Regions from separate parts of the Mus musculus genome. Here region 1 is linked to region 2. Evidence: chromatin contacts called from public promoter capture Hi-C data. All regions are on one chromosome and are shown on one strand. The core of a region is the stretch at or near the end of the contact, and the rest is flanking DNA. Distances in the headings are between cores, read along the strand shown. Region 1 overlaps Ciao2a (cytosolic iron-sulfur assembly component 2A). Region 2 overlaps Csnk1g1 (casein kinase 1, gamma 1).

The links. Capture Hi-C pulls out chosen DNA fragments and counts their contacts.
Region 1: a promoter capture Hi-C map of adipose tissue shows a contact between it and region 2. The contact joins two enhancer-like sites. A contact is called at or near these places in 1 of 115 datasets of contacts at active chromatin or transcription factors (embryonic stem cells) and 2 of 9 other capture datasets (adipose tissue and pancreatic islet).

The regions. Positions count from the first base shown.
Region 1 is chr9:66,128,088-66,135,065 of GRCm38.p6, forward strand. Ciao2a (cytosolic iron-sulfur assembly component 2A) reads left to right here. Exons shown (of 5, transcript NM_026635.3): 2 at 4,440-4,604; 3 at 5,345-5,394. Among named protein-coding and RNA genes, the nearest start is that of Ciao2a, 5.0 kb to the left of the region's middle. Within about 2 kb of position 3,549, at least 37 of the 459 cell types and tissues checked have an H3K27ac peak or open chromatin away from gene starts, as enhancers often do. A contact at or near this core is called in adipose tissue, where this site is marked.
Region 2 is chr9:65,999,837-66,007,018 of GRCm38.p6, forward strand. It overlaps Csnk1g1 (casein kinase 1, gamma 1), which reads left to right. Exons shown (of 14, transcript NM_173185.2): 7 at 2,211-2,445. Among named protein-coding and RNA genes, the nearest start is that of Gm22657, 51 kb to the left of the region's middle. Within about 2 kb of position 4,790, at least 58 of the 459 cell types and tissues checked have an H3K27ac peak or open chromatin away from gene starts, as enhancers often do. A contact at or near this core is called in adipose tissue, where this site is marked.

The DNA.
Region 1 (6,978 bases), core at 2,299-4,798, 130 kb after region 2:
AATACAACTCTTCAAGAGAGATGATTCTAGTCCTCAAGTTTGCATTGAATGACACCCACTTATGCAAAAATACAAAATGCAGTCAGAGGTCATGAGCTTAAGTAGGAGGTATGGAGACGCAGAGGAAAGAGAAATTGACTAGAAACATCTGTGATGATGTTAGACAGTTACTTGGGTAGGTCTTGAAGAGTAGTTTGGATATGTCAGAGGTCGCATACGCTGAAGAAACTAGAGTAAAATATGGAGATGAGAAGACAGAATTGGCTATCCAGAAGGAGGCACCTGATGGTGACTGCAGGTGGAGGTGTGGTAGGCTGTTTCTTTAGACTGTAGACTGGAATTGAATACTGAAGTTTCAAATCACTTTTATTACATTTAGTTACTTTGTGCATGTTTGCACATACACATGCAAGTCATAGTGCAAATATGGAAGTCAGAGGACAACTTGCTGGCGTTAGATTTCTCCTTCCAGCAAGTGGCTCCTGGGGATGGAAACCCAGGAGGTTAGGCTTATTTGGTGGCAGGCCCCTTTTCCCACTGAATCATCTCGCAACCACCACCACCACCCATTGAAACTTTTAAATATAAATGAATCATCTTTTTAAGTATTAAAAAAGAGGTTTGTTTGTTTGTTTGTTTTTAATTTTAAGTCTGTGTGTGTCCATGGAGGCCAGAAGTGTTGGGTCTCCCTGAAGCTGGAGTTACAGGAGGTTGTGTATTGCCAGTTGTGGGTGCTGAGAACTGATTTTAAGTCCTCTGGAAGAGCAGACCTTCATGTCAATACAGAGCAACAAAAACTTAGTTGTGGGTGAGAGGAAATTAGGAGAGTAATGTGAGAACAAGCTTGATATCTTTTTAAAAAAATCAAACTTCTCAAATCACTAGAAAGCTAGAGGTGTTCAGTAAGGGGTAAGAGGTGAGGTTTAATTTCAGGATTTAGTAGTGTTCAAAGACTATAATACAGCTTTTACAAATGAAGCTTAGAAGGAGAAGCCGAGGAGAGGAGGGGGGAAACCCTGCTTTTCCAATCCGGTAATAACCTGCTACATGAAGGGGAAGTTTATCCTCTTTCCTATCTGCATTTTCTTTTTCTTTTCTTTTTTTTTAGTTTTTTGAGACAGAGTTTTTTGGTTTTTCGAGACAGTGTTTCTCTTTGTAGCCCTGGCTGTCCTGGAACTCACTCTGTAGACCAGGCTGGCCTTGAACTCAGAAATCTGCCTGCCTCTGCCTCTCGAGTGCTAGGATTAAAGGCGTGCGCCACCATGCCCAGCTCCTATCTGCATTTTCAAATGTCCTATTTTATTGGTAAGGCCAGAAGACAGTCTAGGGAAGGAAAGTTTGATGGATTTATTTTCCTGGCTGCTTTTTAGGTCTCTGGGTAAGGTATGAGTAGTAGAACAGACCCCAGGCTCCTGAGAACACCAGACCCACTCACCTGAAATCCTGCTTCTCTCCCCTGCCCTCCCTTTATCACTCTCCTTTTTATTCTATTTTATTTTCCTCTGTGAGCTTGAGGCAGGACAACCTCGTGTCCTTGCCACCGACCTCCTTGAGGTCCAGCCTTCTTAATCCCCTTGTCTTCTGCTTCCTTTCACCCAGCTCCATTCACAGTGTGATTTCCCTTCTGTCAACCTTCCATTTGAACTAAAAACCGTACTCAAATGTCCCTAAGCTTTGTCAAGATTCTAAAGCCTCTGCTCCACCCTCCTGCCAAGGCTTTTGGGGTGCATTCTCTGATCTGTTGGCTCCCCACTTTGCACCTCTCTACCGAACTGCTTTCTTATAAGTGACTTGTTGAATAACAAATCCAAGACCACTTTAGCCTGAGTTGTCCTGTAGTGTTTAATGTTGGCCACCTCTGGCTTTCCTTTTCTGATTCTTTTTGCTTTGCTTTTCATGCTGGCCTTTTTTTCTTTTTGAGAGTCTTACTATGTAGCCCGGGATAGCCTTGAGTTCAAATTCTCTCACTTGTGTTGTTCTGTAGCCTTTGCTATGGTTAAACACTTCTCCTTTCCCTTCTCTGTTCTTCTTTGCTTTTCCATTTTGAGATAGGGACTCAGTGTGTAGCCTAGAATGGCCCAGAAGTGAAGATTTTCATCCTTCAGCCCCCCAAGTGCCAGGATTATAGCCCTGTGCCACCACAGCCAACTTTTCAAGGATCCATTTGTGGATTTCCTTCCCTCTATACCAAGGAGCCTCAAACTAGGCTGCCTATAAGAATAACCTGAGAGTGCTCAACAGTTAAGAGCATTTGCTGCTGTTGCAGAGGTCCAGGGTTCGATTCCTGGCACCAACTTGGTGGCTCACAACTATCCTAACTTCCAGTTCCAGGGAATCTGAAGCCTTTTTCAGATGTCTGTAGGCACCAGGCACATGTAGACAAACATTCTTAACATAAAGATAACAACAACAACAACAAAGTTTTAAGAAAATAATCTGAGGAGTTTTAAGAAGTCTAGCTGTTCGGGCCATGCTTTAACCAGCTAAGTTAGACTGCCTAGGATAGGGCCCAGACAATGTTTTTTTTTTTTGTTTCAAGGCATTCATGGTAACTGCAATATCCAAATATCCAGCCAAGTGCTTTTTTTTTTTTTTTTTTTGAGACAGGGTTTCTCTGTGTAACCTTGGCTGTCCTGGAACTCACTCTGTAGACCAGGCTGACCTCGAACTCAGAAATTCACCTGCCTCTGCCTCCCAAGCGCTGGGATTAAAGACGTGCACCACCACGCCCGGTGAGCCAAGTACTTCTTGATGGATTCTGTGAGTTCAATAACCACTCTAGCCTTGGTGTGCACTTGGTGTGCACTATACAACTGTTCAACTTTGCTAGAACATTTCATTGTTTGAAGCACCTCCACAAACACTGCATATGAAACTGAGCTAATTTTCTATGAGTCTGTCTACCATGTGGGTCTGAGAGATGGAACTCATGTCTTCAGGCTTGGCTAAAGCACGGTGTCTTCCCCAGCCAGCCTCTATCCCCACCCCCTTTTAATCTTAATACTGTTCTTCCAAATACTTGAGCTTAAAATCTGAGTCATCAGCCGGGCGGTGGTGGCCCACGCCTTTAATCCCAGCACTTGGGAGGCAGAGGCAGGTGGATTTCTGAGTTCTAGGTCAGCCTGGTCTACAGAGTGAGTTCCAGGACAGCCAGGACTACACAGAGAAACCCTGTCTCAAAAAAACCAAATAAATAAATAAATAAATAAATAAATAAATAAATCTGAGTCCTCTCCCTCCTCTCTGTATGCTTGTCTTCTGGATGCAGAGAGTTGCCACATGTTAGTTCCTGTGAAACAAGGAACTTAGTTACAGCCAGGACTACACAGAGAAACCCTGTCTCAAAAAAACCAAATAAATAAATAAATAAATAAATAAATAAATCTGAGTCCTCTCCCTCCTCTCTGTATGCTTGTCTTCTGGATGCAGAGAGTTGCCACATGTTAGTTCCTGTGAAACAAGGAACTTAGTTGCTTGTCCTGTCTCTGTCCCTGTTGTCATCTGCTGATTTTAAGCCGAGCTTCTCAGTGGCCGTCTCTAGCTCTTCTCTTTGGTTCTGGTTCTTGCAGCTAGTGTGAGTAAATTAGCAGTTGACTGTACCCCACTGCCCTTCCTACTTCCTTATTCTAAATCTCCTGAGGAATCCCTATTGCCTGTGGCTAGTTGTGAAATACCCTGGTGGTTGGGCCCCACCCTTCTTCTCTGCTCTTTCCTTTGCTGGAAACAAGCCAAGGAAGCCCCTGATGGTTCTTTCCTTCTGTCTTAAGGGGATGCTGTTCATTTTCAAAGGCTTAATCCCACCTTCTCTCCAACCAAGACTCCTCTAGGGCTCCCTTCACATTCTCCCCATTCACAGTTCCCATGGTTTTGAATTAAGACTTGGATATGGACGAATAATGATCTAAGAAAATTGTTTTCTATTAGTAGAAATTTCTGTCAGATACTTGGGAGTTGCTGAAATATTTGATTAAAAGAAAATTAGGAGGACGGGTAGTGGTGGCGCACGCCTTTAATCTCAGCGCTCGGGAGGCAGAGGCAGGCAGATTTCTGAGTTTGAGGCTAGCCTGGTCTACAGAGTGAGTTCCAGGACAGCCAGGGCTATACAGAGAAACCCTGTCTCGAAAAAACAAAAGAAAAAAAAAGAAAAAAGAAAGTTAGGGCGGGGTGGTTGGGCCTGAAGAGATGGCTCCGCATTGGCTGTTCTTGCAGAGGACCTGTGTTCAGTTTCTTATGCACATGGCCACTCACAGCTGTCATTCCAGGGATCTTGAGGCCCTGGTCTGGCTTCTGTGGGCACTACATACACAGAATACACAGATATGTATGGAGGCAAAACATACACATTTGAAACTAGTCCGTGCTTCAATTGAGATAAGAATCCTCATCCTCACTTAGAATATTCACATTTTAATTTAATACCTTGTCTCTGATGCTTCTAGATTTGATTCGAACTATCCGGGACCCAGAAAAGCCCAATACTTTAGAAGAACTGGAAGTGGTCACAGAGAGTTGTGTGGAAGTTCAAGAAATAAATGAAGATGACTATTTGGTTATTATCAAGTTCACACCAACAGTACCTCATTGCTCTTTGGCAACTCTTATTGGTAAGGGTTGTGTGTGTGTGTGTGTGCATGTGTGTGTACATGGGTGCATGGGAATTCTAGTTTTTATTGGTAAATGTGTGTCTGTATGAATGCTTCTTACATTTTTAATTAAGTTTTTTGTGTATGGGTTGTTTTATCTGCATGTATGTCTGGGTACCATGTGCCAACAGAGACCTGCTAAGTCATCCCGACGGCAGTTAAATAAGTGGTTTTAAATATACTTTGTTTTAATTTTTTGCCTGGCTTGGCTTACCAGTGGCTTATTTTGGGGGGTAGGGTTAAAGACAGGGTTTCCTTTTGTAGCTCTGGCTGTCCTAGACCAAGCTGGCCTCAAACTCATAGAGATCCGCTGGCCTCTGCCTCAGAGTGCTTGGATTAAAGGTGTGCGCCACCATGCCTGTCTTCTGGTATTTTGTAAAGCTTAAGGGTCCGTCCATTATGCCTGAGTGCCAGCTGGCCCAGCAGAAAAGGCCTGGCCTTTGTGGTGCTCCTTTGTTCTGGTCAGTGCCAGCTCTGCTGTGGTACTACCACCAACAGTCACCTTACACTGTGACCTTGGTTCACCATGTATAGAATGACCCAGTTCCCTGGATTTACTGGGGCAGGCATGAAACTCTATTTCCTCATGGTGCCAAGGTCACAGGAGACCCACACTGGGTGGATGCAGTTTGAACTTTATGGTTTTTCTAGAGCCAGTAAGAAGGGATACAAAGATAATGAAGATTTTTCCCCCATCATAGGGCTGTGCCTAAGAGTAAAGCTTCAGCGGTGTCTGCCGTTCAAACACAAGGTAAGAAGCTTGCTTCCGCCTCACACCCAGGGCCTCACGTGAGCCTCACATACCTGCCGCAGAGCCCCGTCCCTGCTCCAGCTTGACTTGTGACACCTATTAAGGTGTAATTCACACATCATATAAGCCACCTGAAGTAGATAGCTGAGTAGTCTCTGATAACTCCTGCAGGGTTCTGCAGCCATCTCTGAATCACTGTTGAACACTTGCATCCCCTGCATCCTGCATGCAGTCAAGTACGGTAAGACATGAGTAACGCCACCACTTGGGAGGTTAAGAGAGGATGGTAGCCTGGGCTACACAGCCAGATCCTGTATCAAAAATGGAGAGAGAGAGAGAGAGAGAGAGAGGGAGAGAGAGAGAGAGAGAGAGAGAGAGAGAGAGGGAAGGAGGGGGCAGCCCTGATTTGCTAATAAGTAGTCTCTCTGTGCTTACAGCATGCTCTTCTCTGCTTCTCTGTACAGAACAACCATCTATTTCCAGTCTCCATAATTTGGGATATTTCATTTTAATGAAATTAGACAGTGTGTGGATTCCTTGACTTACTATGTTTTTAGTGTTGATGTTTTAAAGTGTGTGTTTTATTCTTAGGTAGTGTCATATAATAATATCCAATTAAATGGAGAGACCTTGTTTAATTTTGCTTTCTTACCAGTTTTTAGACATTTGAGTTGTTCCCACTTTTTGTTAAAATGGAGTTTTGGGGCTGAGGAGATGGCTCAGTGGTTAAGTGTGGTTGCTCTTGCAGAGGACCTGAGTTCAATTCCCAGCGTCCACATGGTGGCTCCCAATCATCTATAACTTTAGTTCTTCTTTTGACTTCAATTGGCACATACATGGTACACATACATACATGCAGGTAAAACATTTATACACATTAAATAAATTATATGTATAATAAATTGTATATAATAATCATATATAAATAAATAATATATATATTATTGTTTCCAGTAATACCCTTTATGGTGGTAGTGTTCCCTCCCCTTCCTGCCTTCCCCCAGTAATGGTTCTCAGTAGTTACTTCATTTAGGCAGGAGTAGTTCCTTGCTCTTATCTTTCATGATTTTGATTTGTTGTTGTTGAGACAGGATCTCATTATGTAGCCCAGGCTGGCCTTGAGTTTGAGGCTATTCTCCTGCCTTAGCTTTCCAAGTGCTGGCACTGGCATTATTAGCATCTGTCAGCACACCTAGAGATCTTGACACTTGTGAAGAGTGTAGATATTTTATAGATTCTGTCTCAAATTGGGTTTTCAGATGATTCATGATTAGATTGTTATTCATTTTTGGTAAGAAAACAGAACAAATATGTTTTTCCTACATAGCATGAAGAAGCTATAGTTTTAGTTTGTCCCATCACAGCAGCCATACTATTAACTATTTGGTTATACTGAGGTATATTATTAATTCACATAGGAGCAGGGGAGTAAATGCTTGAGTCTTTATCTCTGCTTGTTGGCCTCTTTTTTTTTTTTTCTCCCGAGAAAGGGTCTTACTGCAGCTCTAGCTGTTCTAGAATTCTCTGAGTAGATCAGGCTGGCCTCGAACTCACAGAGACACCTGCTGCTGCCTCCCAAGTGCT
Region 2 (7,182 bases), core at 3,540-6,039:
AAGTCAATGCATCTGCAGTTTGCTCTATTTTAAGAGTTTGCACCTTGAAGCAGAACCATTCCTGTAACTGAAGTGGGGGAATATAATTTACATTAGGGAGAAAGAGGACGATTAGGTAGAGCTGTGTGAATTCAAGTAATTGCTTCAGTGTCTTATTTATAGGTCTTAGGCACACAGTTGTAAGCTTTTATCATGCCTTCTTTCTCTCACTGTTGAAAACCAGAAAAGACTGAAGGTACCAACCTTTATTCAAAGTCACGTAACTGAGATGTTACAGATAATATACCATATATAACATGTAGCATATTATATACTTGTGGGCTGACCAAGAAGCTTTACAGCTAAATGAAATACTAGTTCTACTTTGAGTAATTAGAACAGTCTCTTTGAGAAGTTTTTTAGCCCCTCAAGGGAAGATTTCAAGTATTGGGTTTTATTTTGTTTTGTTTTGTGGTATTATCTCACCAGTTTAGTTAGACTGCTTCTGCCTCCTGAGTGCTAGGGTGGTTGTGGACCACCCCCCCCCCCTTCCACAGCCTTAAGGTAGATCCTAATTCACGGGAAGTCTAGTGATGGGCTCACCATCATCCTATAGCAACTTGGAAGTACTTGAGAATTGACTATACTCAAGGATTTAAGCCTTCCTTTCTATGCTTAGCAGAAATGCTTTATAGATAGAATTATTTAATGAAATTCGATATAATGTTACAATTACTTCCTTTGAGCTTTGGTCACTAAACTGCTCATCCTCCTCCTGCTGCCAGCCAGCTGTCTAATGTCAGGCAGGCATCCATTTTACTGGGCCCCTGCTTTCTTCTTTCTGCAATACCAAGATTGGGGTTAAAGAGTCCTAAGCAACTAACAATAGAAAGTGTGGCAGGAGGTGAGGTGGCAGTAGCGCCTGTCTCAGAGGGCACATTTGCAAGTTACAATATATAAAGTAAAAGTATTACCATCTTAGCCAAACTTAGTGACCTCATTGTTTTCTCTTAATCTTAATGGTTGTTATATGTTTGTAGCAAAAAGTATTTGGATGTGGGGGCTTGCTGGAGATAGATTAAGCAGTTAAAAGCAGTTATTGCTCTTACAGAAAATCTGAATTTGGTTCCCAGCACCTACATCAGATAACTAACACTGCCTGTAACTCCATTTCCAGGGAATCTGATAGCCTCTGGCCTTGTGGGCACACAATTGGTAGATATAAACTCAGGAAGGCACACACACATACATATGCATGAGTAAAATCATAAAACAAACCTTAAAATATAGTTTTAGTTTATGTCAGTAAAGTGGGAGGTAGATAAGAGTGGATGATGTGCCGGGCAGTGGTGGCAGACACCTTTAATCCCAGCACTCGGGAGGCAAAGGCAGGTGGATTTCTGAGTTTGAGGCCAGCCTGGTCTACAGAGTGAGTTCCAGGACAGTTCCCTGTCTCGAACACCCCCCCCCCCCAAAAAAAAAGAGTGGCTGATGTTGTTGTTACTTTATTTTTTTGGAGAAAAGGTCTTACACAGTAACCCTGGCTGGCCTGGAACTTTCTTATGTAGACCAGGCTGGCATTGAACTCATAGATATCTATCTTGGATTAAAGGCATACACTACCACACCCAGGCAAGAGATGAGTTTTCATTTTAGTTTCAGAAACCTTATGCTGAGCCAGGGACAGTGGCATATCTATGATGACAGCTACTTAGCAGACCCAAATAAGAAGATTGCTTAAGTCCAAGAGCTCAAGGCCTAGCCTAGACAGCAGAGTGATACAGAACAATGGGAAGGAAAGAATAAAACTGGGGAGGCGGGGTGAATGTGGGGGGGGGTCACAGTGAAATGACTCAGCAGGTAAAGGCACTTGCCACCAAGTCTGACAAGTTAAGGTTAAGCCCTCAGTCCACATGGAGGAAAGAAGTGACTCTTACACGTTATCTTCTGACTGCCACACACACCTATGAATGCACTTTCATGCACACACACACACACCACAGTAAGTAAATAAACAAACATAATTTTTAAAAAGAAATATTTGGGCCAGGCATAGTGGCACATGTCTTTGACCCTAGCACTTGGGAGGCAGAGGCAAGCAGATCTCTGTAAGTTCCAGGACAGTCAAGCTACATAGTGAAATCCCATCTCTAAAAAAAGTTTTTTGGATTTTCCTTCCCCCAGCTTGCTTATTTCAAGGTATTTCCATTATTATTTTTTCTTTCTTTTAGCTTTCTCGAATGGAGTATGTACACTCAAAGAATCTTATTTACCGAGATGTCAAACCAGAGAACTTCTTGATTGGCCGACAAGGCAATAAGAAAGAGCATGTAATACACATTATAGATTTTGGACTGGCCAAGGAATATGTTGATCCTGAAACCAAAAAACACATACCTTACAGAGAGCACAAAAGTTTGACTGGAACTGCGAGATACATGTCTATCAACACACATCTAGGCAAAGGTGCGTTGAAAGGGGCAGGTTATGTGAGCATCTTCTTCCCATAACACTGACTATGCATTACACTGTGAGTTACAACTTGTACCATCTGCTGCATCATAAGGTAAGTGACATTTTTTGTACTTGAGAGAGTGGAATGGTAAGTTGGTGATGTTCTCATATATCTTAATTCTGTGTTTTCTGATGCTTCGTTCTTCAGCAGTTTAAGAGTTATTGCAAGATGATAGTAGTATTTGCATTAAGTAATGAGACTTGTATTTATTTACTTGTGTATGACTCTGTACACGTAAAAGGAGGAAATCAGGCCAGGCCTGTGTTAATGAAGGGGTTTCACTAAACATGGGTGCTGGGACAGGAGAGATGGCTCACCAGTTAAGAGCACTGGCTGCTCTTCCAGAAGACCAGGTTTGGTTCTCAGCACCCACATGGCAGCTCATAACCAGCTGTAGCGTTAGTTCCAAGGAAGGAATCTGATCTGTTCTGAACTCTTTGGGACCAGGAACACATGTGGTACACAGACATACATGCAGGTAAAACATGATGTGGATAGTATGATTAGCCCAGTAGGTTATCCCTCATGGCAATTATCTTTATTATTCTATAAAGTATGTTTTGAGCATCTACCCTGTATGACAGTAGAGCACTTCCTCGTGTTGGTGTTCTGCGATTGCCACTGGAATTATCTCCAAAGTTAGGCTTCATGAGCCCAAGTGCTCTTCAGGTCAAATCTAATATGCCTTACCATTAGGTTTGTTCTCCATTTCTCTACATATTGTAGCGCGCTCTCTCTCTCTCTCTCCCCCTACCTCTCTCCCCCTCTCTCATGGTGTATGTGTGTGTATCAAGACAGGGTTTCACTATGTAGCCTTGAACTCAGAGATCTGGATACCTCTAACTCTCAAATTCCGCAACTAAAGACATGTGCCCCTGTGTTGATAAAAATTTTTGTAATTGGGTATAGTAGCATACACCTTTAATTTCAGCACTCTAGAGGCATAGGCAAATGGGTCCCCACGTTTGAGACCAACCTCATCTCCATAGCAAGTTTTAGGCCAATTGAGATTACCTAGTGAGACCATGTCTCAAACAAAACATAACTCATAAATGCTATCTCAGGTATCACACACTAGAGAAGTGTCCATGGGAGTTCTAATATTGTTGGCTTTTAAATGTGTAATATTTTTTTAAGTTGTAATGAGGGAGGGAGACCCTGGGAAATATATTGTCAAATAGCTCAGAGAAGTGCTCTTCACTTTGTAATGGAAGTTAGCAAAGGAAAAGGTGTTCTTCCTGGCACTACATCAGATGAGCTACCTCTCATTGATTAAAACATCCCAGCCCAGGTTTAAAACCATTATTTAATGGCTAAAATTAGAGAACACTCTTTCTTTGAGCAAAATACAATTAGCCTAAAATTGGGGTGTTGTGCCTGTAAAGCAAACACATTTTTCTTATAACCTGAAGGGAGCCTCCACCATGTTGAAGACATTTGTGTCTTGTTCATTTCCTAGTAGCGAAACCCTTCTTTGAAAACAACAACAACAACAACAACAAATCCACTGTGAAAAGTGAGGAGGACCTACCTATTGCATTACAGTGCAGACTATCCAAGCAAGTATGGAGACAGCACGTGCTGGTTTTCATTTACATTTTAAGACCTAGCTGCAGACAAACAGAAATGAAGATTTAAGACCTAATAGTTTAATATTGATTATTTTAAATTTTTAGAGCTCAGCCAGGTGGTGGTGCACACCTTTAATCCCAGCACTCGGGAGGCAGAGGCAGGTGGATTTCTGAGTTCCAGGCCAGCCTGGTCTACAGAGTGAGTTCCAGGATAGCCAGGGCTACACAGAGAAACACTGTCCTGAAAAACCAAAAATAAAATAAAATAAAATAAAATAAAATAAAAATAGATAAAAATAAATTTTTAGAGCTCAAAAATGATTTTTCAAATTACCTAAAATGGCCACATTATTTTCACATAAGAAACTGAGGCCCAATGTAGGTGGCTTGGCTGCATTTTCACTTTACTAGATGGTGTTAATATGAGTTAATAGGAACAGTGAGCACAGACCTAGGTCTCACACCTACTTTAGGTGTCATAGTTTCTCTATTCTGTGTCCCAGAGCAATGCTTTTTTTTTTCTCCTCAGGACTTACAGAGCTACATCATTTGTGTGTGTGTGGTGTGTGTGTGTGTGTGTGTGTGTGTGTGTGTGTGTGTGTGTGTGTGAAAATTGTAAATCTGTGGAGAGCTCGCCCTCTAGTGCTCACTTAGCTACAATTGAAGCATTCGCCTAGGGAATTTTTTTATCCTCCCCAGGCTTCCTGTTACGTACAGGAAACAGATATAAAAGCAGAGGTGTGATGCCGTGTGGGAAACTCTCCCACTGTGCTTCCCTGTCTGTCTGCTCACCTCACATGCTCTGCTCCTCTCCTCATTTCCTATGCTCTGTTAACAAACTTTTTGTCTGACTACTTGTTTTCAATCCCATAACATTTTATTGCAAATTTCAGACACCTCACGTAGGCCAAACTGTCTGGAGAGCTTGTGTTTTCTTACATCCTTTTAAACGCTTTTCCCCTCCTTTTATTCTTAGTTTTAATCCAGGACCTGTTCATTCAAGGAAGACCCTTCACAAAATTATGCCCCAGTCATGGGTGTCTCCTTTTTTTTTATTAGAAACTGCCTTTTCAAAACCCTTTTTGTCAGGCATAGTGGCCCATTTCTGTATTCTCAGCATTGTATAAGCAGAAGGCAGGAGGATCACCAGAAGTCCAAGGCTTGCCTGAGTTTCATAGTGAATTCCAGGCTAGCCTGGTCTACCAAATGAGACATCATCCTCAAAAACAAAACAAAAAGTTAAGGAAAATCCCCCTTCTGTCATAGTACTATTTATAAAGTTGCCTTTTCAGACAGGGTCACCCTCAAATGAAGAAGGTGAGCTGGAAGGTGTATGATGTAGGAACTGTTTAGAGGGCAACTATGAAGTAGTAGCAAGGAACAGTGATATGCACAGGTGACAGTAACAGAATGAAAGCTTTTAAGTTGAAACAGTTCATCTACTCTGTAGAGTACTGTTCATTTTTATGTTGTTAAAATATTTCTTGTTTATTTGACGTGTGTGTGTGTGTGTGTGTGTGTGTGTGTAAATCTATATTACTAACCCTCCAACTCCTCCTGGACCTCTTCCAACAATGCTCCTCTCACCTTCATCTTTTCCTTTTCTTCCTCCTCCTCTTCTGAATAACCCACTGAGTCCAGTTAGTGCTGCCTTCAAGAGCATAAGCCAAAATAAACTGACTTCCTCTTCCTCCAGCAACCATCAGTTGTCATTCACTCCTCAGCTGAGCCTCAGGAGCATCCCCCACCCACACTGGAGTTATTGGCTGGCTGCTGTAAGTTGATGAGTGCAGTGGCCATGTCCTGTCCCAAAGACTGTCGTTTATATAGCACTCTTTTCCATCCTCAGCCTTTACGTTCTTCCCACACCTCCTTCTGTGATGCCCTTGAGCTTTTCTGGAGGGTAGAGATAGCCCACTAGGGGAAGCACTCAGCAGTTTGGAGTCTCTCAGAAACTTTTCTGGCAAAAGTGGAGAACAGCACTAATATATGGGTCTAAACATAAATATTTAGTAGGCAGCTTGACGTGTCTTTAAGTAAAAAACAATAGCAGGTTTCCCACTTAGGCCCATTTCCAAAGAGCATGACACTTTGACCAGGTTTACAGTATCACTACTCATTCCTTCTTGTGCAAGTTTCCCATAATTTGAGACAGCAGCTATGCTATGTTGTGCTGTATTTTTAGTCTGTGACTTTCCCAGCCTAGATGACAATCTTGGATTTTACTTTGAGTTCAGAAGATTAGAATCAAGTTGAAAGCGATAACTAAGCAAAGTGGTGGGACGTAGTCCTGTAATACCAACACTTGGGAAGCTGAGGTACAAGGATCATGAGTTTTAGGCCCACCTGTCTTAAATAAGACACATTCAAGGTAGTCTCTTAATTCTCCTTATGTGTATACACACACACACATACACATACATATCCCCGATTCCAGCCAGGGTATCATTTAGTCCAAGCTGGCCATGAACTCACCAAGATCATCTGCCTCTGCCTCTTTAGTGCTAGGGTTAAAGATGTACACCGCCAAGCCCAGCTGTAATCTCTTTTGGAGAAGCTCTAAACTTGGCTAAAACAAAAAGTAAATACAAATCATGCCTGTACTTTGAACACTTGAGAAGTGGAGACAGGATGATCATCCTGAGGTACATAGCGATTTGAGACTGTCTTGTGCTACATTAAAGCCTATCTCTGTAAAACAAGAACAATAAATAATAAATGCCTTGATGAGCCATAACTGGTAAGTTCAAAGTAGATGCATATACTAGTTAGTATTTAGTGTTGACATCCAAAGATCTTGTCAACTATTCCATAGTTACTAACTTATCTTCCTATTTCAAAGGAGAGAAAAGCTAGAAACGTAGTCAAGTTCCAAAGACAGCAACTTGTTTTGTGTATCCAGAGAGGACACTTTTAATGTTAAACCGTTTTTTAGTTTTAAGGTGATTGTGGAATACTTGGTTCAAGTGGGATGTTAACCAAGAAGTGATATATTGTTCTCTGCTGACTTGAAACTAAAGTATTGCCGGGTGGTGGTGGCATACGCCTTTAACCCCAGCACTTGGGAGGCAGAGGCAGTCAGATTTCTGAGTTCAAGACCAGCCTGGTCTACAGAGT